6 separate regions of the Mus musculus genome follow, and regions 1, 2, 3, 4 and 6 are each linked to region 5. The links are chromatin contacts, called in public HiChIP or PLAC-seq, Micro-C and promoter capture Hi-C maps. All regions are on one chromosome and are shown on one strand. Each heading gives the region's core, a stretch centred on a gene start, on an enhancer-like site or on the middle of the called end of the contact. The rest is flanking DNA. Distances are from core to core; before and after follow the strand shown.

Region 1 (3,008 bases), core at 109-2,608, 300 kb before region 5:
TATGCCTAGATTGCTGCATCCAGTGGCCTCAGTACCTAAGGGTGGGCATGTGAGAGACAGCTAGCTCAGACCCTTCTAGCTACCACCTGGCCTCGTATCAGTGACAGTGCTAATCTTCGATGGAACTAGGGAAGGGCCTGGCTGTAAGTGTGGGACAGACTTCTCTCTGCAATGAGCTCTGGAGTATCCAGCCTCCCTCCAGGAAGGGGCAGCTGGCCTAGAAAAAAAGCAGTCAGCACCTTGGCCAGCATCAAGCAATCCCAGCTCCGACCTCATAGGGCACCTCCTCCTCTTTCTTCTCCAACCCAGGTTAGCTCCCATCAGCTGCCATTTCGATGACAGCAGCTAGTACTGCTTCTGGCTTCACTCCCTGCAGCCACACCCTCCCTTGCAAGCGGAGTTGCTAAATAAAAGCTAGAAGAACCAAGTAGTTCAGCGCACAACTGCAGGAAGGATCGGCTGCAAACCGTCTTATCTGAGCTCATACCAGAGGAGCTCACCTGATTCACAGACCACAGAACCGGGACGCAGCTCCAGCATCATGGTGATCAAGGCAATGTCGGTGGAGTAGAGGATCTGCGTGCGGTGGGGCAGGTTCACTGTCCAGAGCTCAGGAGTGGGGTGCAGCACATACACCCAGCCGCCTCTGCTGCAAATCACCTTGGAGCCAAATGGGCGGCCAATGAGGTCCACCGAGTGCCTCAGGACGCCATGCCGGGTCTGGGTCTGTGCCCCACGCTGCACACGCACTGCTACCATCGAGCCGTGCCCCAGTGACAGGATGGCTGTGTCGCCTTCCTTGATCAGCTCCTCGTATGCCACGAAACTCATGGTGTTAACGTTTGCCAAGGGTCAGGGACCTGGAGAAGTGGTGTGTGGACGTGAGGTCAGAGGACCAGGAGGCAGGATGAAGATCTGTGGTCTGGACAGAGAGGTCTGTGGGGCCTGGGTTCTGAGCAGGGTTAGCGGACTTGCTTAGCCAACCCAACAGAGCTGCACTCTAGCCTAACATATGGAGCCCTTCTGGAGGTCTCTATTCTCGGAGTACACAAGAGAGTGCACAGCGACAGGAGCCCAAGGATTCCCACACATGAAGAACCAGAATCCCCTAGTGTGAAGGCGGCAGCCTCTGATAGCGTGCACAGCAGGGGAGAGAAGCCACCTCCGAGCCCGGAATCCCCGTAGCCCCTTGCCCAGAGTCTCCACGGAGGGCTCCCGACGGCAGGGAAGGCTGGCCTCCCGCCGAACAGCACGGGACCTGCCAGCAAGCCCGGAGCGCCGCTCCCAGCTCGGAAACTCACGCAGCATAAACCGGCTCCCGGCTCCACACGTGGCTCCACGGCGGCCGTAGCACTTCCGGTGCTTTTTGATGACGTCAAACCAACGCAGGGCTCTCTGGGAGTCGCCGCGCTGTCCTTTGCGTGCTCCCAGAGGACCTTTTCTGGCTGGCGTCTCTTCGGCTGTGTTCTTCTGTGCAGGCTTGCACGTTGCCTAAGAGATCCGAGCGCTGTGCGAAATAAAAGTCCCCTGCTCGCCCGCGGCCTGTCCGCGCGCGGCCTTTTAGGGCTGCCCGGTGCACGAAGTGTCTGCCCGCGGGATACGCATGACCCTAAAGAGCACTTTGACAACTATGTAACCCCAGGACCTCCCTACTATGGCCCACCAGGACATTTTTGTCATTGCAAACAGCTCTGAAACACCCTGTCTGGGCTCCAGAATAAATGCCATAAAGTGGAAACGCAGGCAAAGGGATGAGGGTTAGCTCAAAGACTTTGGCTAGGGCTGGGCCGAGTAAAAGGAGTAGAGTTAGTCTGGAGTATTCTGCAAAAGTGGCCCTAGGCCAGGTCCTGCCTGAGGGGGAGGGCACAAAGCGTCCCTTTCCAGGATCCCTGGCATCTTGAGAGCCTATGAAGTGAAGGAAGATTCTTCCTCCGGGTGTGCAGTGGAGAGGGGAGTAGGCAGGCATGGGGCAGAGAGAGTGGAGAGCCTTCCTGCACACCTCAGCTGGTAGAAAAGAAGAGAAGGAAACGTTAGCTATGCAGAACCAGCAGCAGTGACCAGCTTAAGGCTGCACTCTCCATGAAGAGACTTTGACCCAGCCTGCCTTTTCTAGAATCCCGCCAGCCTATAGGGATCCTCTGGGGCCAGGCTAGGCCAACCTGTGATGTCCTTGCCCTAGAAACTCAGGTGCCTGACTTCAGACCTCCTCAAATTTCTGCCCTGATTGACCTTAGTATGATAGCCCTGGAAGGACAGACAGTGAGGGTTTTTCTTGGTCGCCCATGTCTTCAGCTGAGACATCCCAGCCATATCCACAGCCCCACAACCCTTTTCTTTCTTTTTTTCGTCTTTATTGAATAATTTATTTACATTTCAAATGTTTTCCCCTTTCCAGGACTTCCCTTCAGAAACTCCTTATCCCATCCTCCCTGCCCCCACAACCCCTGTTCTAACAGGGTACTTCATTCCCTTGGTGGTGCACAGCCCAATACACATCCTAATTGCCCCTCTGGAGAGTTAGACTTTTCACTTCTCCTGGGAGGTTCCTCTTCCTCAGCTTCTCGGTGGCATGGAGACCAGGCCTGATTACATCCCCACCCAACCTATGAGTTCAACGGGGGGGGGGGGGGGGGCTTGGTTCCACTTGCCCACTGCTGGCTTCTCAGTTCTTCCTGTGTACCTCTTCTACAGTCCATCTTCTCAGAACTAGTCATCTGTTATGCCCAGCCTCAGCCTGGAGTCTTCAAGCAGAACCAGCAGCTTAAGACCCTAGCTGGTGAGGTGAGGGTGGGGAGATTTCCCAGCGCAGTTTATGCACTGAGTTCTAATAAGAACAGATGCTTCATGTGGCCAGTTCACTCTCATGTCATTGAATCCTCTTCCTTACAATTTTATGACCACTTTACAGATGGGGAACAGAAAGCTAATTTGTGTAACATCATACCGACAACATGGTTCATGCAGGGCTATATTTTGTCTTTCAGACAGCCTCCCTATATAGCCTTGGC
Region 2 (3,051 bases), core at 118-2,617, 380 kb before region 5:
AACACAGCTGGAAACGGCCTGCAAACTTCATTATAATGCCATCCACTCGGTCACATATTAATATTACTTTATTAACACCTTAATTTTTTTTTACGGGAAGGGGGCTCCACATGTAACAAGGAAAAGCACTCCAGGCCGGGCACATTCAGGTCACAGGGAGATTCCACACCCGGCCACTGAAAGAAAGAGACTGGCTGGCCACTGGCCATGGACCACAGCATGACAGCACGCCACCCAGGGCGGTGCCGGGGAGAGGTGGGGGCTAGAAGGGCGGGGAGGCCTGAGACAAAGCCAGTCGGCTGACCCCCAACACACACACTACCACCACCACCACCTCTTCAGGACCTCAGCAGACAGGCTTTGGGTCCCTTAAGCCCACAGCTGCCATTGGAAGGCCGCCCCCGCCCCGAGGCCCGAGTCAGGGCGGGGCCCTGAACACAGATGGGACAGAAGCCTGAGGGACACAGGAGGGGAGTGGAAGAGAAGGGGCAGGAACAGAAGTCTAGAGTGCAGGCAGAGAGAGCTGAGCCCCAAACCTAGAGGGTCACGGACGAAGAAGGGACAAGGACCTCAACTCAGAGAGGGACAGGCAGAGATAGGACAGGACCCGAACCAGAACAGGAAGGGAAGGGAGAAGAGCCTCAGCCTGGATGTACAGGCAGAGAGATGACGACAAAGACCCCAGCCAGGAGGGGCGCAGCCAGTGACAGGGAAGGGACCCAAAGCAGGGGCGCAGGTAGACAGGGACAAGGACCGCAGATTGGAGGAGCGCAGAGAGGTGACAAGAGACCCGAGCCTAGAAAGGCGCAGGCGGAGAAAGGACAGAAACCCCTGCTGGATGTGCACAGGCTGAGAGAGGACAAGGACCGCAGACTACTGGCGCGCAGGCAGAGGTGACAAGAGACCGGAGCACGGAGGGGCGCGGACGGAGCGGAGAGGAGAGGGAACCCCAGGGTGCAGACAGGGATGGAAAGGCCAGGGAGGGGACTGGGTTCGGGCGGAGGAGCAAAATCGCAGCCTGGAAGGGCCGGGTGCAGATGCGGCGGTGGACGGAAAGGTCCAGAAGCCTCAGCCCGGAGGATGCAGGCGGGAAGGGGTCGCGGCCGCGTCTGGAGCACTGCGCACCAGCCGCGCGGAGCCCGGGGCGGGGCGGGGACCAGGCCGCGCACTCACCGTCCGATCGGGAGAGTCGCGCTCGTCGCGCTGTCACAGGCCGAGGCCGCGCAGAGCCCAGCCGCCTCAGCAGCAAGCGGCGCCTCCGCAGCCGCCCCGCAGCATCCTCACCCTGACCCGCGCTCCGCAGCCTCGCGCCACCCTCCGCCGCCGAAAATGGCGTCGCCGGCGCCGCGCCCGCCCCACAATGCTGTGCGCCGTGACGTCACCCGCCCTCGCGCCGCCGGGCGGGGCTCAGGGGAAACTGAGGCTGGGGTCCGCAGCCCGGAGCTCTCCAGGAGCCTCTCTAATCTGTGTGTGGTGGCCTCAGACCGGGAGGCTTCCCTCGCCGCGCCTCCACCCGTGGAGGACGGGAAGATCGCCAGGCGGCCAGGACCCACCCTCTGCGGCTCGCTCCTGGCCGCAGCTCTCGCTCGACCTCCAGCCTGGCCCAAAGGGCAGGCTTGCCAGCTCAGGTTGCTCCTGAGCCTCGCACAGCCGCCTGGCACCCCAACTGCAGGCCTGACTCAGCAGCGGGTTGGAGGGGACGCTGAGTCAGTGGCAAGGCCGAGCTTGCCTGCCACCGGCTTGGGAACCCTCCAGGTGCCTTTAGACGTTTCCAGAATGGCGCGGTTGTATTACTAACGGGGAGGGGTTGCGAATGCCCACAGCCTCCCCACCTTGGGAAACGCTTCCCTCTTCTGATGGTATTGCCCAGAACCTGCTGCGGTCCTCCACCCTGCACTTATACCTACCAACATCAGGGAGGCAGGTGCTTTTGATCTTAACAAGCAGATCCAGTTACTTTGACCTCCTAGAAAATTCAAAGGCTGGCCAATAAAGGGGCAGCTCCCGTGGGGAGCGCAGCAGCCCATGTTGGCCTAAGGAGAGGCTGTGGGTTCAGTCTTTACTGCAGGCTTCACTTGCCCCAGCACACAAACTGCTGCTTGGATGTTGGGTGTCGCCGGCTCTTCAGCCACTGCCATACATCTGAACAAAGCATATGACGGCCCCTGCCCAGGTGGTGTTGGAAAGAAAAGAGTAGGCTAAGCGGGAGCCCATTTCTTTCCCATGGGTCAATCACTGCCCCTCCGAGTCCTGTATATGCACACACTTCTTCAGCAAGCAAAGGGCTTTTTTGTTTCATCTGTCCCTGCCATTGCTTTGTTCAAGCTTTATCATCTCGTTCTTTTGCCCCTTCAACTGATATCCACTAAGTTCCCAAGGTTCTCACAGGAAGACCCAGGTACATAAAGTGGCAGATGGTGTCTGCTGGCCAGCTCCCATTCCAATGAGAAAAAACAAGCTCAAACAGAATCTGACTTGTTGAAAACAGTAAAATTGCAGGCAGAGTGGTGAGGGAGTGGCACATGACCCAAACTCCAAGGTCAGAAAATTGTGCTGACACACACAGGAAAGAACAGGACCACGGAACCAGCGTAGAACACTCCATTAAATCTTGAGACAGGAGCACCCCTGCTGTGTTGGGGAGGAGGAAAGACCAAGCTAATCAACCCTGCTGCAGACATACATCACTCTCAGCATGAGCATAAAACTCCTTAGCTTGGTCTACAAAGGCCACAGGACCTAGTTGTACTAAGGTCACTTTACCCTGTCCCTAGCTGCCCTCACCTGTCCTTTAGTTTTCTCTGCCACACCCAGTTCAACATCCCCCTGCCTAGACTGTTGTGTGACTTCCCATGGAGAAATAAAGAGACATCTATCCTTTCAGGGGCTAACGGTTAAGAATGCTTGCTGATCTTTCAGGGGACTGGAGTTCTGTTTCCAGCAGGCACATTGGGTGAATGCCCACAGTAGCCTCTAACTCCAGCTCCACTGTACCTGTGGACCTCTTCTGGCCTCTGTGACACCTGCATACATGGGCACACCCGCACATAC
Region 3 (3,003 bases), core at 196-2,695, 310 kb after region 5:
TCTGATGCTCAGATCTTGATTTCTTTTTTTTTCTTTTTTCTTTTTTTTTTTTTTAGTTTTTCGAGACAGGGTTTCTCTTTGTAGCCCTGGCTGCCCTGGAACTCACTCTGTAGACCAGGCTGGCCTCGAACTCAGATATCCACCTGCCTCTGCCTCCCGAGTGCTGGGTTTAAAGGCATGCGCCACCACACTCAGCAGATCTTGGTTTCTCTAGTAACTCATCTCCACTATAAAAGAAACGACTGCTCCTTACAGAAATAACTGATATCAGGAATGCATAGGAAAACATAAGATAAATACACTAACAAGCAATGACGCATGCAAAACCTGAAGTTCAGCATAACTTCTGAAAAGGACGTTATCTTCAAGGGTCACATTTGGAGTAATGTGGGCACCAAATAAAAACCAGTAGTTACTGGAGCAGCAGAGATGGCTCAGTGGGTAAGAGCACTTGATCTTGCAGAGGACCTAGGTTCAGTTCCCAGTAACCACAATCCACGCTATGTATGCTTTCTGAAATCAAGTCATCTCTCCATCAATAGTATTATTACCCACTCAAAAATTATAATTCAACAGATTTAACCAAATAAAGAAACAGGTATCTTAACATCCACAGGCCTCCGGACTAGTCACTCACATCTAAGACGGGAGAACTGGGAAAGACCACTTTGAGATCCTATGTACACACTGGGTCATGGCAACTGTCACATTAAATCTACACACACCACAACTTAATATCTAAGGGGATAGGCTTTCAGAAAATTATTTCAATTATTCCCCTTCCATTTCAAACATTTAATCAATTACTGCAAGTAAGACTAGAGCCTAAACAAGACTAGCTATTTTACCACAGAAGAGTTCATAATCTTGGAGTTGTAATTTTAAACTACCCTGCTTACCTCCCCTACTAAAGGCAAATACCAAACACTTTGCCTCTTCTACCACCCATCCACCCATCCATCCATCCACCCACCCATCCATCCATCCATCCATCCATCCATCCATCCATCCATCCATCCATCCATCCATCCATCCATCCATCCATCCATCCATCCATCCATCCATCCATCCATCCATCCATCCATCCATCCATCCATCCATCCATCCATCCATCCATCCATCCATCCATCCATCCATCCATCCATCCATCCATCCATCCATCCATCCACACATCCATCCATCCATCCACACATCCATCCATCCATCCATCCATCCACCCATCCATCCATCCACCCACACATCCATCCATCCATCCATCCATCCATCCATCCACCCACCCACCCACCCATCCATCCATCCATCCACTCACTCACTTATTTTTCTGCAGTACTAAGGACAAAACCCAAACGCTGTATGCTAGGCAAGCTCTCTACCATACCCCAGACTTTCAAATGCTTTTTAATGAGAACATTTTAATATATTGCAAGCTACATCTGCCTAGCAACAGGTTATAAACGTATGTTATCCTACTTCTGTTCCCATGGAAACAGTCATGAACAGAGCTGGGGCAGCTGTATGAATCAGGAAAAGAATCCCAAGAGAATCATAAATCAGCTTGGGTAGAAAGCAACGCTCCAAAGGTAAAAATACTGTCCACTGTGCTCCCATCAGAACCCACAAATTCCAAAAACCCTTCCATTGTGATCTCCTTCTTAACCCTGCCACAGCCCAGCTTCAGCAGCGACATCTCTGCCTGCACTGACACTGACCTCAGACTCTCTACTTGTGTTCCACTCCCAGAACTGGTCACAGATTTCTTGGTATTTATGACCTAGCAAATTTGTCAAAATAACTTGAAAACAAGGTAGAAACTGCTTTACATTGTAAATCTGTAATCTGGAAGAAAGCTAAATGGTCTTATTGGCTTTGTAAACTCCTCTTTTTTTTAAGTACTGACAGTTAAGGAAATAGAAGTGTACAATCCAAATTTTGGAAAAGACAACTGTAAGCTTAAATATTTATTTCTGGTGCTTAAAATTAAGAGAACTAGCCAAGTGGTTAATTTACTTACTTACTTAATTAATTAATTAACTAAAAGAACCCAAGACTCAAGAGGCAGAGGCAGGTAGATTTCTGAGTTTGAGGCCAGCCTGGTCTATAGAGTTCCCTGTTTCAAAAAACAAAAACAAAAAGATTAGAACTCTAAAAAAACAAAAACCAAAATACCAAAAAAAAAAACCCCAAAGTTCTGCCAAAGCAGCCATAGAAAACAAATGAACAGGGGGATTTTACATTGTTGAAAATTTTTTTTTAATTTGATAGGATCCTGTGTGGCCCACCCAGCCTCAAGCATCTAATTCTCCTGCATCTGCCTCTTAATGCAGGCTGTGTGCTGCTCTCCACACATGGGCAAGATAACTTCTTTTCTTTTTTTTTTTTTTTTTTTTTTTTTTTTTTTGGTTTTTCGAGACAGGGTTTTCCTGTGTAGCCCTGGCTGTCCTGAAACTCACCTGTAGACCAGGCTGGCCTCGAACTCAGAAATCCACTACCTCTGCCTCTGTGTCCCAAGTGCTGGGATTAAAGGCATGCACCACCACCTTAGATAACATCTTAGATAACTTTTCTATAAGCTGTAAAAATACTAATCACATAAAGGAATTATTGGTGAGCAAAATCTGTTTGAAAAAATAACCTTTCTGGGCTGGAGAGATGGCTCAGTGGTTAAGAGCACTGGCTGCTCTTCCAGAGGTCCTGAGTTCAATTCCCAGCAACCACATGGTGGTTCACAACCATCTATAATGGGATCTGACGCCCTTTCTGGTGTGTCTGAAGACAGTGACAATGTACTTCCATAAAATAAAAAAATAAAAACCCTTTCTCCTGACAGACAAACAAACAAGAACTAGATATGGCTCAGAATTCACTATGAGAGGCTGAGACTTTTGAGATCAGAGGGTTGAGAGTTCAAAGTCTAAATGACAAGGATGACCCACAAGGCAGCCTGGGCAATACTGTGAGACTTTGGTTAAAAAGAAAATCATTTCAGTTAAAACTTTTACACAG
Region 4 (3,447 bases), core at 107-2,606, 420 kb after region 5:
GAGACCACCAGCTGAAAGCCGTCTCTGATTTGCACATGTCCACTGAGCTCACCACAGCACGCACATATCCACTATACACTCACAATAGTAATAATACAAAATAGATAAAGAAAATAAAAATTGAACAACTATAACAACAACGACAACGACAACTCTCATAAAGACATGCTCAGAACCTGAGTTGGAACTTCAATAACCATACTGGGCAGCTCACAACCACCAGTAACTGGAGCACTGGGAGATCTAACGCCTCCTTTAGACCTCTTTGGGCACATACATGGTAGATACCCACATAGACACATAAACATAAAAAAAAAAAACCAAAACTTAAAAAGGCAAGTTGAATTCCAAAGGCAGAGGCAGGTAAATCTTTGAGTTTGAGGCCAGCTTGGTCTACACAGTATGCCAGTTAGGGCTACATAGTATGACTCTTTCCTAACTAACACACACACACACACACACACACACACACAAGCCCAGGCTAATATTATTACCTTGATAAATTCTGACAAATGCTTAAAAACTCCATAACACCAATCCTCCATAAGCTCTTTCAAAACAGAAGAGAAGTATTTCAACAATGTCTTTCTTTAAAGCAGTGACGGGGACTGAGTGCAGGGCTTGCTGCATAGCTGGCAAAAGCTCTACTACTAAGTTATACCTCCAGTTACCTACAGAACAGGAAGGCAAAGATGAATGTTCCTCGGGAATGTGATGGTAAACTCCTCAATAGCACCAGAAAAGCAAACCTGACAGTATACACAACACACAGGGTTATGTATCACCACAGCATAGCATCTACCACAGGAATCAAAGCGCAGGAGAGCTGGGCAGTGGTGGCGCACGCCTTTAATCCCAGCACTTGGGAGGCAGAGGAAGGCGAATTTCTGAGTTCGAGGCCAACCTTATCTACAGAGTGAGTTCCAGGACAGCCAGGGCTATACAGAGAAACTCTGTCTCAAGGAGAAAGAAAGAAAGAAAGAAAGAAAGAAAGAAAGAAAGAAAGAAAGAAAGAAAGAAAGTAAGTACAGGAGAAGTTGTGTTCACTGGACTTGTTTTGGTGCTGTGACAAAATATCCCAGGGACCAAAGGAGGGAAGGGGCAGGTATGGTTGCACATGCCTGTTTTCCTGTTGGTGCGAGTTCAGGGCAAGCCTGGTTTGCATACAGAGTGCCAGACCAGCCAGTGAGACCCATCACAAACAAACAAACAAACAAACAAACAAACACCATTTGACATGGACTAAAAATAGAAAAATTTAGAAAAAACAAAATTGAGAGGCCAGTATGTAGAGAAACTGAAACTCTCAGATTCTGCTGGCAGAAGGCAAATGAAAGACTCATTGCAGAAAACAGGAAGTTCCTGTTTCTCAGAGAGCAAACTATTCTGCAGGATCACCCTGCAGAACGGAAGGAAGCGTCTCCCTAAGATTTGTAGGCAAATGTGGATGGGAGCCTTCACAGCAGCTAGAAAGCAGAAGCAAGCCAAATATCCATCAGCTGAGGCATGACTGAACGGTGGTCTCCACTGATGGAGTTATTATGTCATAAAAGCCCAAGAACTGAGGTGTGCTAAGACACTGACGAACTCTGAGCATATAACACCCAAAGGACGAAGTCTGATGATGGCAGATCCTTGGGAGGATTCCATTGATAGGCAATGTATAGACAAAGAAAGTAGGAAGTGATCAGGGCAGCCATAGGCTTTTGGGTTTGAGGTTTCTGAGGGCAAAGGAGTCTAATTGGTAGGATCTGCTCTTGAGATGATGAAAGTGTTCCAGGATCGCATAGTGGTGAGGCACAACTTTGTGAACACACTAAAAACAACCTGCAGTATCACATAGAGTACACTAGAGAAGGTAAGTTTTATGCTATGTAGGCAGGTTTATGTAGGCCTGGTTGTCTTCCAGACATGTAGACTAGGGTAGCCTGGTCACTGGTGGTCCGCCTGCCTCTGCCTCATGAAGGCTGGGAGTAAAGCGTGCACTAGCACACCAACCATTTCTTTTTTCTTTTTGGTTTCTTGATACAAGGCCCCACTTATCCCAGGCTGGCCTTGAACTCACTACATATTAGCCGAGGATGACTGTCAACTCCTTTTATTTCTACTTCCCCAAGTGCCAACATTAGCACACCTAGGGAGACTGGATCTTACTCTCAAGTTGCCCACAGTGACCCTGGTCTCACTCTGTACCAAGGCAATCCTTGAATTTGAGATCCTCCTGCCTCAGCCTCCTAAGCAGCGAAGGTTACAAGGCTGTACTATCAGGCCTGGCTGAATACTCTTAAATAATATAAAGTCATCAGTAAAAGAAAGACGAGAAGGGCTGTGTTGACAGTGAGTGGAGGAGGCCACCCACAGGCAGGTGCCAGGGACTTCAACAGTACAGCTGACAGCCAGCATCCAGGCCAAGCACGTGCAAGTGCTGAGAGTTCCTGTCAGGAACTCCTGACATGGCCGTCCTGTGCTCGGTAAGCTACTACATGCAGAGGAAGTGCAGGGCAGCGTTAGGATTCATTCTGTTTAAATTACTCTAGATTCTTTCCCGCCTCCATAAGGATGTCTTCCTGCCCCGTTCTCTCTAAACAAGATAACTTTACATCTTTCCCAACAGAGCTACAGAACACAGATGAGCAGAGCCTGAGCAAATAACCCTAGAGGTGTCATGGCCTCCCACAAGTTTTTGTTTGTTTGTTTTTTGTTGTTGTTTTTCCAGACAGGGTTTCTCCGTGTAGCCCTGGCTGTCCTGGAACTCACTCTGTAGACCAGGCTGGCCTTGAACTCACAGAGATCTGCCACCTGTCTCCCAAGTGTTGAGATTAAAGGCATGGGTCACCATCACCTAGCCTAAGGTTTTTGTTTTTGTTTTTTTAATTATGTGTTTTATATGTGTATGTATTTCTGGATGCATTTCTATAAGCTACATGTGTGCCTGCTGCCCAAGGAGGCCAGAAGAGGAGATCGGATCCCATTAAACTGGAGTTAAGGATGGCTAATGAGTCACCATGAGGATGCTGGGAATTGAGCCCTGGTCCTCTAGCAGAGCAGCCAGTGGTCTTAACCACTGCGTTCTCTCCTCACATAAGGTTTAAGAGAAATATACTTAGTACATGAACCAAGCCTATTTATTTCGGTCTTCTAGAGCAACTAGCAAAAACAAAACAAAAAAACCCAAAACAAACAAATATCCCCGAAACATGTCAGAAGACCCTATAGACTGAAAGCCAGGAAGTAGATTTTAGGATGGGCAGTGCTGGAACTGAATCCCTACACAAAATAGACAAACGCTTCATTAACCCTGGAAACAAAATTCTTAAGTCTAGGAAAGGCACTCACAGAACACTAGACCCAGGGCAGTGACCTAGCTCAGTAGTTGAGTGCTTGCTTGGCATTTGTGAGACCTGAGGTTCAATATCCAGTGTTGCCAGGGGAAACAGCAAACCGACT
Region 5 (3,441 bases), core at 850-3,349:
GCACAGAGCCACCCTCATTTGTTTAGACATCATCTATGCAGATGTGGAATTCTCAGGATCTGAGGGCTAATCCCTCCAGACTGCCTAGGTAGATTATCAACCTGTCCCCAACTCTGGACCAAGTCTTTGCTTGTGGCTTGAAGTGACTGTGTTGTGAACATTTTGAGGTGTTGGGATAGGCTAGCTTGGAGTAGGGTTGGCGTGTTGATCTAAAAGCTGTTTACTGTAAGGACATGGTGGGCTCTCATGGATGCCATACATAGAAGATACATAGCTAGGCTTCCTCAGGCAAGAGCCAGCACCCAAGCCTCTCACCCTTCAACTTGTTGGTCACAGACTTTCTGTTTTCTAAAATATTAGCCCTCATGCTCCAAAAGCAGGCACCAAAGTAAAAGTAGTTATGAACAGGGCAAGTGAGCAAAGGGCTTCCCGGGTGGCAACTCAAATCCTTTCCCAAACTGACTAAAATGCACAAGAGGAAATTGACTACAGAAAGCTTTCTTTCTTTCTTTCTTTCTTTCTTTCTTTCTTTCTTTCTTTCTTTCTTTCTTTCTTTCTTTCTCAGAGACAGGGTTTTCTCTGTATAGCCTTGGCTGTCCTGGAACTCACTTTGTAAACCAGGCTGGCCTCGAACTCAGAGATCCGCCTGCCTCTGCCTCCCGAGTGCTGAGATTAAAGGCATGTGCCACCACGCAAGTATACTCACTGTTTCAAGTTCAAAGGAAGCTTACAGAGTACACCTGGGTCTGATCTGTCCCAGGGGTGGACGGCGTCCTAAAAGGCAGTGCGGAAACAGATCTGGGATGAGCAGACGCACTGAAGGCAGTTGGGTTGGGCACCTCAGACTGGTACCGGGGTGCAAGGGCAAAGTCCTAATTTGGAGGGATTAAATAGTCCAGCAGCATGCAATCAGAGAAGGGACTCAGAGTTGTCCGTTGGGAGTGGCTGGAAGTGTGACAGGGCCAGCCAAAGAAGACACTCTCGTGGGCAAGCTTACGGGACAAAGAAAAAGCAAGAGGGCTGTCAAGGAAAAAAAAATGCAGTTGGCTGCTCAGACTTTAGTTTTGGGTAGGATGATTCTCTTGGGCTTTAATTTTTAAGTTTAAACAACTGGGCATCACACACATGCAGTAACTCGTGAATATACTTTATATGTGTATAGATTCCTTCACAATAATAAAGATCTGACAAGGGTTCGCTCTATCCAACCTACAATACCGGGCTATTTTGCCTGCGTCTTAAAAACTAAGTTAGATACACACACATACTGACGCGCGTGAATTTTGAGGGCAGTTTGGAGGCTTATGTGTGTGCTTCGTAACCCCAACCAAGTCATACATCATTCCCAGCAGGCAGGGACTCTTCAGTCGCTTCCTGCTGGAGTCGCCATTCGGCTTTCCACCCTGCGCTTTGCCTCAGGCTCCTCTCAGCTTCCGGCTTCCAAACCCCACCTGCCCCGCCTCTGCTGCACCACAAGCCCCCATTCTTTTGAAGCAACCTTGGGGTCCACAAAGGGCTCCTCCTCTGCGGAGGTTGGGGATGTCATAAGGGATGTTTTACATCAACCTTCTGAGCCGTCCAACTGAGTGAAAGCGGCGACTCGCCTGGAGACAACAGTCTACTCCCCACCAGGTCGACACCCTAATAATCAGTCACGGGGTAGACTCTGAACCGATGAGACAGGGCACTGCGCATCCCCAGCGGCGCGTGCCCAGTGGGGAGCGCGCGTCCAGCGGACCCCGGAGCCTCCCGGCAGGTGCCCCGCCCGCGTCTCCCGTGCGCACTGGGACCCAGAGCACTGTCGGTTCACAGCTCAGACGAGCTCAACCGAAACCCAGCAGTAATGACCCGGGGGTCGCGCCGGACAGCTGCCTCGCTAGGCCACGAGGGTCGGTCCCGAGGATCGGGAACAGAGCCGAACTATGGGACCCAGGGCGCACACAGCGCGGCTGGGCGCCCCGCCCGCGCTCCTGTGCGCGTGCGCCACCCGCAATCTCGGTTTCGCACTGGGTACCCCGCCCCACACCGTCCCTACGGCGAACCGCGAGGCCCAAAGAGCGGAGGATCGCCGCGGGCCGAGGGCGGGGCGTCGCGCTGAGGTCAGCGCGGCGGCGATCGGCCCCGCGGTGGTTGGCTGCGCCGCGCTGGCCGCGCCCTGGTTGGCTTGCAGGTCGCGGGCTGGGCGGCTGGCCGGGCTGAGGTCGGGGCTCGGGCGCCGGCCGGGTGTACGCGGTGCTGGGCTCCGCCGCGGTCCGGGTCGGTGACGGCGCGCGCGAGGGCGCGGCCAGGCGCCGAGGGCGGGGACGGCGTGCGGGCGGCGCCTAGGGGAGGAGACCGGCCCATGGACCCGCGGGGCCCGGTGCCCCAGACTCGGTGCCGCCGGGACGGAGCCCAAGATGTCGGCCTAGGCCGGGCTGCGACGACAAGGACTGTGCGGCTACTGGACGCCGGGGTGCGCGGCCGCCGGGCCGGGGAGTGCTGGCTCTGACGCCGGGGCGCACGGACGGAGAGAGGCCGGCGCGTGGGGAGCGGGCCGCGCGGCACCATGTCGGCCAAGGTGCGGCTCAAGAAGCTGGAGCAGCTGCTCCTGGACGGGCCGTGGCGCAACGATAGCGCCCTGAGCGTGGAGACGCTGCTGGACGTGCTGGTGTGCCTTTACACCGAGTGCAGCCACTCGGCGCTGCGCCGCGACAAGTATGTGGCGGAGTTCCTCGAGTGGGGTGAGTAAGGTGCCGCTCGCCCCCCTGCGCCTCTCACTGCTCGCACCCGCGCCGGGCCTCCCTGGTTCTGCGCTCCGGAGCCACATCCTCCGTTTGCACTCCCCCCACTCCCGGCCATCGCCCTGGCCGCTTCCTAGACCCACCCTCCCAGTCTGGATATCATTTCCTGCAGCGCTCCCTGGGATATCCGCCCTGCCCCCGCCCCGGACTAGCCTTTGGGGTCCAGAGTCGAGCCTGGAGCTACCCCTCCTAGCCCTAGACTCTACCGGGTGGGAGGGCAGCCTCTGTGCCTTTTGCACCTCCTCACCACCCGCCCCTGCTCGGTGGGCCTTCCGAAGGCTTCGTTCCACAGCCCAGCCCCTAGGACTCCACCCAGGTGACAGCCTGTCCACCTCCCCTTGATGTCCACGGCTTGAATATCCCTTTCTTTTAGCACGTCCGAGCAGTTTTTAACTGTTAAAGGTTTTATATAAAATACAAGAACCCTCCCCCAACACCCCCAACCCCCGACTCCCTAATTGTAACCGTGTCAGACTGGTGATATTTCGGGGTGTGTGTGACAGCTAGAACTGTCACTTAAAAACTTATACATCTGATCTTGGGTATTCGGTTCATCTAGGGATCTAATGCAGTAATCATAGATCGGATGATCTATTGTGCTTTATTAGGACGAATGCTTGATTAAGTCATTCATTGACAGTTCTCAAGACAGGCTACAGTG
Region 6 (3,247 bases), core at 198-2,697, 290 kb after region 5:
TCCCGAGTTCAATTCCCAGCAACCACATGGTGGCTCACAACCATCTGTAATGGGGTCTGATGCCCTCTTCTGCTGTGTCTGAAGACAGAGACAGAAAAACAACAAAGGTAAGACAGTTTGCTAAGTCAATGATGGTGGTATCTGCCCCCAAAAGTAGAGACAGCACAGGCCAGCTATGTTCATGAAGGGTCAGGATCCAATCCAAGCTCTGCCTCTATTTACTGCGCAAAAAAAGTCAAGACTGACCTTGAACTTGTGGCAATGCTTTTAGTGCTTCGCTATAGCAACTTATAGGTTTCTACTATTTAATAAAAATTTCGGTTACTATCATTTTGGATTTACCTTCAAGACTGTGACCCAAAGGACTGGGCTTTAAAAAATTAAAATGTGGTCTGGCAAGGTGGCTTTGAGGTAAAAAGAAGCACTCATTGCCAGTCCTCACACACACATGAACCCTGGAACAAGGAGAGGGTCAATGCAGCAAGCTTCCCTCTGACCTCTACACCTGCAACAGTGTGAATATACACACCCAAAATTTAAATAATTAAAACTAAAGTGCAGTTGTTCAAGGTAGTGTGCCTAGAGAGCAGCCAAGTTTCCCAAACCAGCCAATGCCAGCTACCATGAAGACAGAGTTGCTCCGCTCTCATGTCCACCAACCTAGCCTTGCCTTGCCTTGCCTTTCCTTTCCTTTCCTTTCCTTTCCTTTCCTTTCCTTTCCTTTCCTTTTTCATCTATTTGTTTGTGACAGTGTCTCTCTACGTAGCCCTGGATGTCCTAGAACTTGCTATGTATGTAGGCCAGGCTCGTCTTAAACCCAGAGACCCCAACTGTAATTTGTTTTGAACACTGAGTGTCCACTGTCCCCAGCAGAGCTCGGTCGCCTAACTGGGAACATCAGCCACGGGCATCCACTCTTCTTGCTTTTCTTGAAATGTTCTTCGGAGTTAGTTACACAAATACTAATTTTGGTAGGCCTCTCTGCTACACTACCTGGTCCTCACTTCTCTGATTTTCTGAGAGAGGTGGACACCTACCCCCCACCCTACTTTGCACAGGACAGCATTTGGTACAAGCGATGAAATGGGAGATATGCATTAGCTAAAAACTCCCTCATGGTTAAAAGCCCTTCCATGAAAATAAACTTTCCGCCTAAGAAAATCAACTCTGCTCTCATAAGAACAAAAGCTTACAGGAGCTTAAAGGAAATGAAATGGCTCAGGAGAAACACAAGTCCCCTGAGGATCTCTCCAGGGGAGAGTCCGTGTCTGTCTCTGTAAGGGGCTGAGGGGTCCTGTGCAGAACCTCTTGGGGACCAAGGCAGGAGGTCCACAGAGGTCACACAGCTTAAGCAGCAGCACAGTGGCTCTGTCCCCAGGGCATCCTGCCCACGCTTGGGAGAGGAGAGGCCTGTCGCTGACTGACTACTCCCACTGACACCCGCCTGCAGGTCAGAAGCCTCAGACTCAGCACTGGGCAGACTCCGTCTGCGCTGACATCACCACCATGGCGCAGTGCAGGGCTGTTTACTTGACAATTATATCCAAACAGGCCTGGAGAACCACCTGATATTAACTCTGATGGTGACAGATCTGCACCACTGTGATCATAAAACAGAGACTGTATTAATCCATGGCTTTTTAGGGTTGCAGTACTCACTCACTATTTGGTGTAGCTTGAACAGAGTAAAATACAGCATGATCAAAGGAATGTGATAGAGGCCAAAGGCAAGTAACAAAATATGCCTTGGCTTGCGCTTTGTTTCTATGTTAATATTTTTAACCCAATGAAACAAAGTCCTTAGAGTAGCAAGAGTTTCAAATTCAATTGCAAAAGAAAGAACAGATGAAAGCTGCTATGGTAACCAATTCACCCTTCCCTCCCCCAGACACTGCAGATTCAGAAACTGTCATCCTGAGTCGGTTACAGAGTAGGAGGCTCAGACCATAAGGCAGGCTGAGGACAAAGCTTATGGTCTTAATGGAGCTTAGAAAAAGACTATAACGGTTTGCAGTGGCACTAGGTACTGCAAAGGAAACACTACAGTAATTTCTGTCATGGCTTAAAATTGAGACTGCCAAACATTTCTAAAGAATGTAATAACAAGATTGGAGATGCTGCTCAGTAGAGCGTTATGCCTGGTGTGCACAAGGTTCTGGGTTCAATCCCCAGAACAATGGAGTATGATAAAAAAAAAAAGACCATGGCATTTCCTTTTATTATTATGAAAGAAGTTATCCCTAAGACTCACATAGAAGCAAAAGGAACATTTACGTACAACAGTTCTGCCACCTGGTGGACAAAGACATTACTACAGCCAACATCTGAACCCTGACTATCTTGAAGGAACAAGAGAAGGCAAGTCAGAAACAAGATAACTATGCTGTTTGTTACTATTCCCACTGCGTGCGTGCCCATTCCCCAGCCACCAGTGAAGACCACCATGGAGAGACAAGAGATGACTGCTCCATCCCAGCGCACAGCGCAGGAGGCTAAGTTCTCTTCAGGTCTTAAGTGTACTTCTCTGTAACTGGATAATTCTGTCCTCTTTTCCAGAACTCACATTTGCATATCAGTGTAAGAGTGAGCAGACCAGGCACACCTTTACCCTCAGCCCTCAGGAGGCAGGTGAGTCTCTATGCGGCCAGTTTGGACGTCACTGTGAATTCCGGACCAGCCAGAGCTACATGGTGAGACCCTGTCTCAAAATAGTCAGACACACACACATCCCTTCAACTCTTCCAGACCTGTCCCTAAGCAGGGAGCTGAACACTCACAGCAACCTTATTAACTGTGTGTACTTGGCTGTGCACGAAATAATTCAAAGACTCAAGATCTGCCTGGCTTTAATAGGGAGGGTGGGGTAGAGGGCGGCATAGACTAAGACAGTGCGTCATCTCTCTATTCTTGAGCAGAATGGAAAGAAAGCAGCCTTGGCTTCTCCTGAGAAACTGCTAGCTGAACTCCTTTGCTCGACTACAGAACAAGGATGAGACTCTTCGTCAGTCCTTCATAGAGTATTAGGAAAACATTTAAGATACACACGTGTAAACAATTATCAAATCAACTCTGTCACAACATTTCTTTTTTGCAGTGCTAGAAATCACACCTGAAGTTCCTTCCATCCATGACAGGCAAGTGCTCTCCTACTGAACACAATCCCTTTTATGTTTCTTTTCTCAGTCCTGAGAAACAAATCTAGGCCTTTCCTATGTTAAATCAATTTTCTGCCTCTAGGCAACACCTT

Evidence for each region. Promoter capture Hi-C pulls out the DNA fragments that hold promoters and counts their contacts. A called contact is a pair of places that touch in the nucleus more often than the background predicts. HiChIP or PLAC-seq counts read pairs in DNA pulled down with a chosen protein or histone mark.
Region 1: a contact with region 5 is called in an H3K4me3 HiChIP or PLAC-seq map of embryonic stem cells, with 13 read pairs. The contact joins the promoter of Trmt61a here to the promoter of Cdc42bpb in region 5. A contact is called at or near these places in 2 of 484 Hi-C or Micro-C datasets (both in embryonic stem cells) and 3 of 115 datasets of contacts at active chromatin or transcription factors (embryonic stem cells and pancreatic cancer cells).
Region 2: a contact with region 5 is called in a Micro-C map of embryonic stem cells, with 2.4 times the contacts expected there. The contact joins the promoter of Klc1 here to the promoter of Cdc42bpb in region 5. A contact is called at or near these places in 1 of 484 Hi-C or Micro-C datasets (embryonic stem cells) and 1 of 115 datasets of contacts at active chromatin or transcription factors (pancreatic cancer cells).
Region 3: a contact with region 5 is called in a promoter capture Hi-C map of hippocampal neurons, with 2.1 times the contacts expected there. The contact joins the enhancer-like site here to the promoter of Cdc42bpb in region 5. A contact is called at or near these places in 2 of 39 promoter capture datasets (cranial neural crest and hippocampal neurons), 1 of 484 Hi-C or Micro-C datasets (cochlea) and 2 of 115 datasets of contacts at active chromatin or transcription factors (extraembryonic endoderm stem cells and microglia).
Region 4: a contact with region 5 is called in an H3K4me3 HiChIP or PLAC-seq map of bone marrow-derived macrophages, with 2.6 times the contacts expected there. The contact joins the enhancer-like site here to the promoter of Cdc42bpb in region 5. A contact is called at or near these places in 2 of 39 promoter capture datasets (cranial neural crest and embryonic stem cells), 1 of 484 Hi-C or Micro-C datasets (embryonic fibroblasts), 5 of 115 datasets of contacts at active chromatin or transcription factors (astrocytes, bone marrow-derived macrophages, embryonic stem cells and 2 more) and 1 of 9 other capture datasets (adipose tissue).
Region 6: a contact with region 5 is called in a promoter capture Hi-C map of hippocampal neurons, with 4 times the contacts expected there. The contact joins the enhancer-like site here to the promoter of Cdc42bpb in region 5. A contact is called at or near these places in 4 of 39 promoter capture datasets (3T3-L1-derived adipocytes, cranial neural crest, hippocampal neurons and 1 more), 4 of 484 Hi-C or Micro-C datasets (cochlea, forebrain, liver and 1 more) and 6 of 115 datasets of contacts at active chromatin or transcription factors (astrocytes, bone marrow-derived macrophages, embryonic forebrain and 3 more).

What each region holds. Positions count from the first base shown.
Region 1 is chr12:111,676,455-111,679,462 of GRCm38.p6, reverse strand. Trmt61a (tRNA methyltransferase 61A) reads right to left here and starts at 1,358. Exons shown (of 4, transcript NM_001099793.1): 1 at 1,302-1,358; 2 at 501-860. The coding sequence starts at 831.
Region 2 is chr12:111,757,165-111,760,215 of GRCm38.p6, reverse strand. Klc1 (kinesin light chain 1) reads right to left here and starts at 1,367. Exons shown (of 16, transcript NM_001025360.2): 1 at 1,174-1,367.
Region 3 is chr12:111,062,888-111,065,890 of GRCm38.p6, reverse strand. The region is part of intron 2 of Rcor1 (REST corepressor 1); the gene reads right to left. Among named protein-coding and RNA genes, the nearest start is that of Rcor1, 25 kb to the right of the region's middle. Within about 2 kb of position 1,445, at least 9 of the 459 cell types and tissues checked have an H3K27ac peak or open chromatin away from gene starts, as enhancers often do. A contact at or near this core is called in hippocampal neurons, where this site is marked.
Region 4 is chr12:110,955,145-110,958,591 of GRCm38.p6, reverse strand. All of the region lies in intron 17 of Tecpr2 (tectonin beta-propeller repeat containing 2), which reads right to left. Among named protein-coding and RNA genes, the nearest start is that of Ankrd9, 22 kb to the left of the region's middle. Within about 2 kb of position 1,356, at least 9 of the 459 cell types and tissues checked have an H3K27ac peak or open chromatin away from gene starts, as enhancers often do. A contact at or near this core is called in bone marrow-derived macrophages, where this site is marked.
Region 5 is chr12:111,376,376-111,379,816 of GRCm38.p6, reverse strand. It overlaps Cdc42bpb (CDC42 binding protein kinase beta), which reads left to right and starts at 2,099. Exons shown (of 37, transcript NM_183016.2): 1 at 2,099-2,720. The coding sequence starts at 2,546.
Region 6 is chr12:111,087,526-111,090,772 of GRCm38.p6, reverse strand. The region is part of intron 3 of Rcor1 (REST corepressor 1); the gene reads right to left. Among named protein-coding and RNA genes, the nearest start is that of Rcor1, 50 kb to the right of the region's middle. Within about 2 kb of position 1,447, at least 107 of the 459 cell types and tissues checked have an H3K27ac peak or open chromatin away from gene starts, as enhancers often do. A contact at or near this core is called in astrocytes, bone marrow-derived macrophages, cochlea and 4 more, where this site is marked.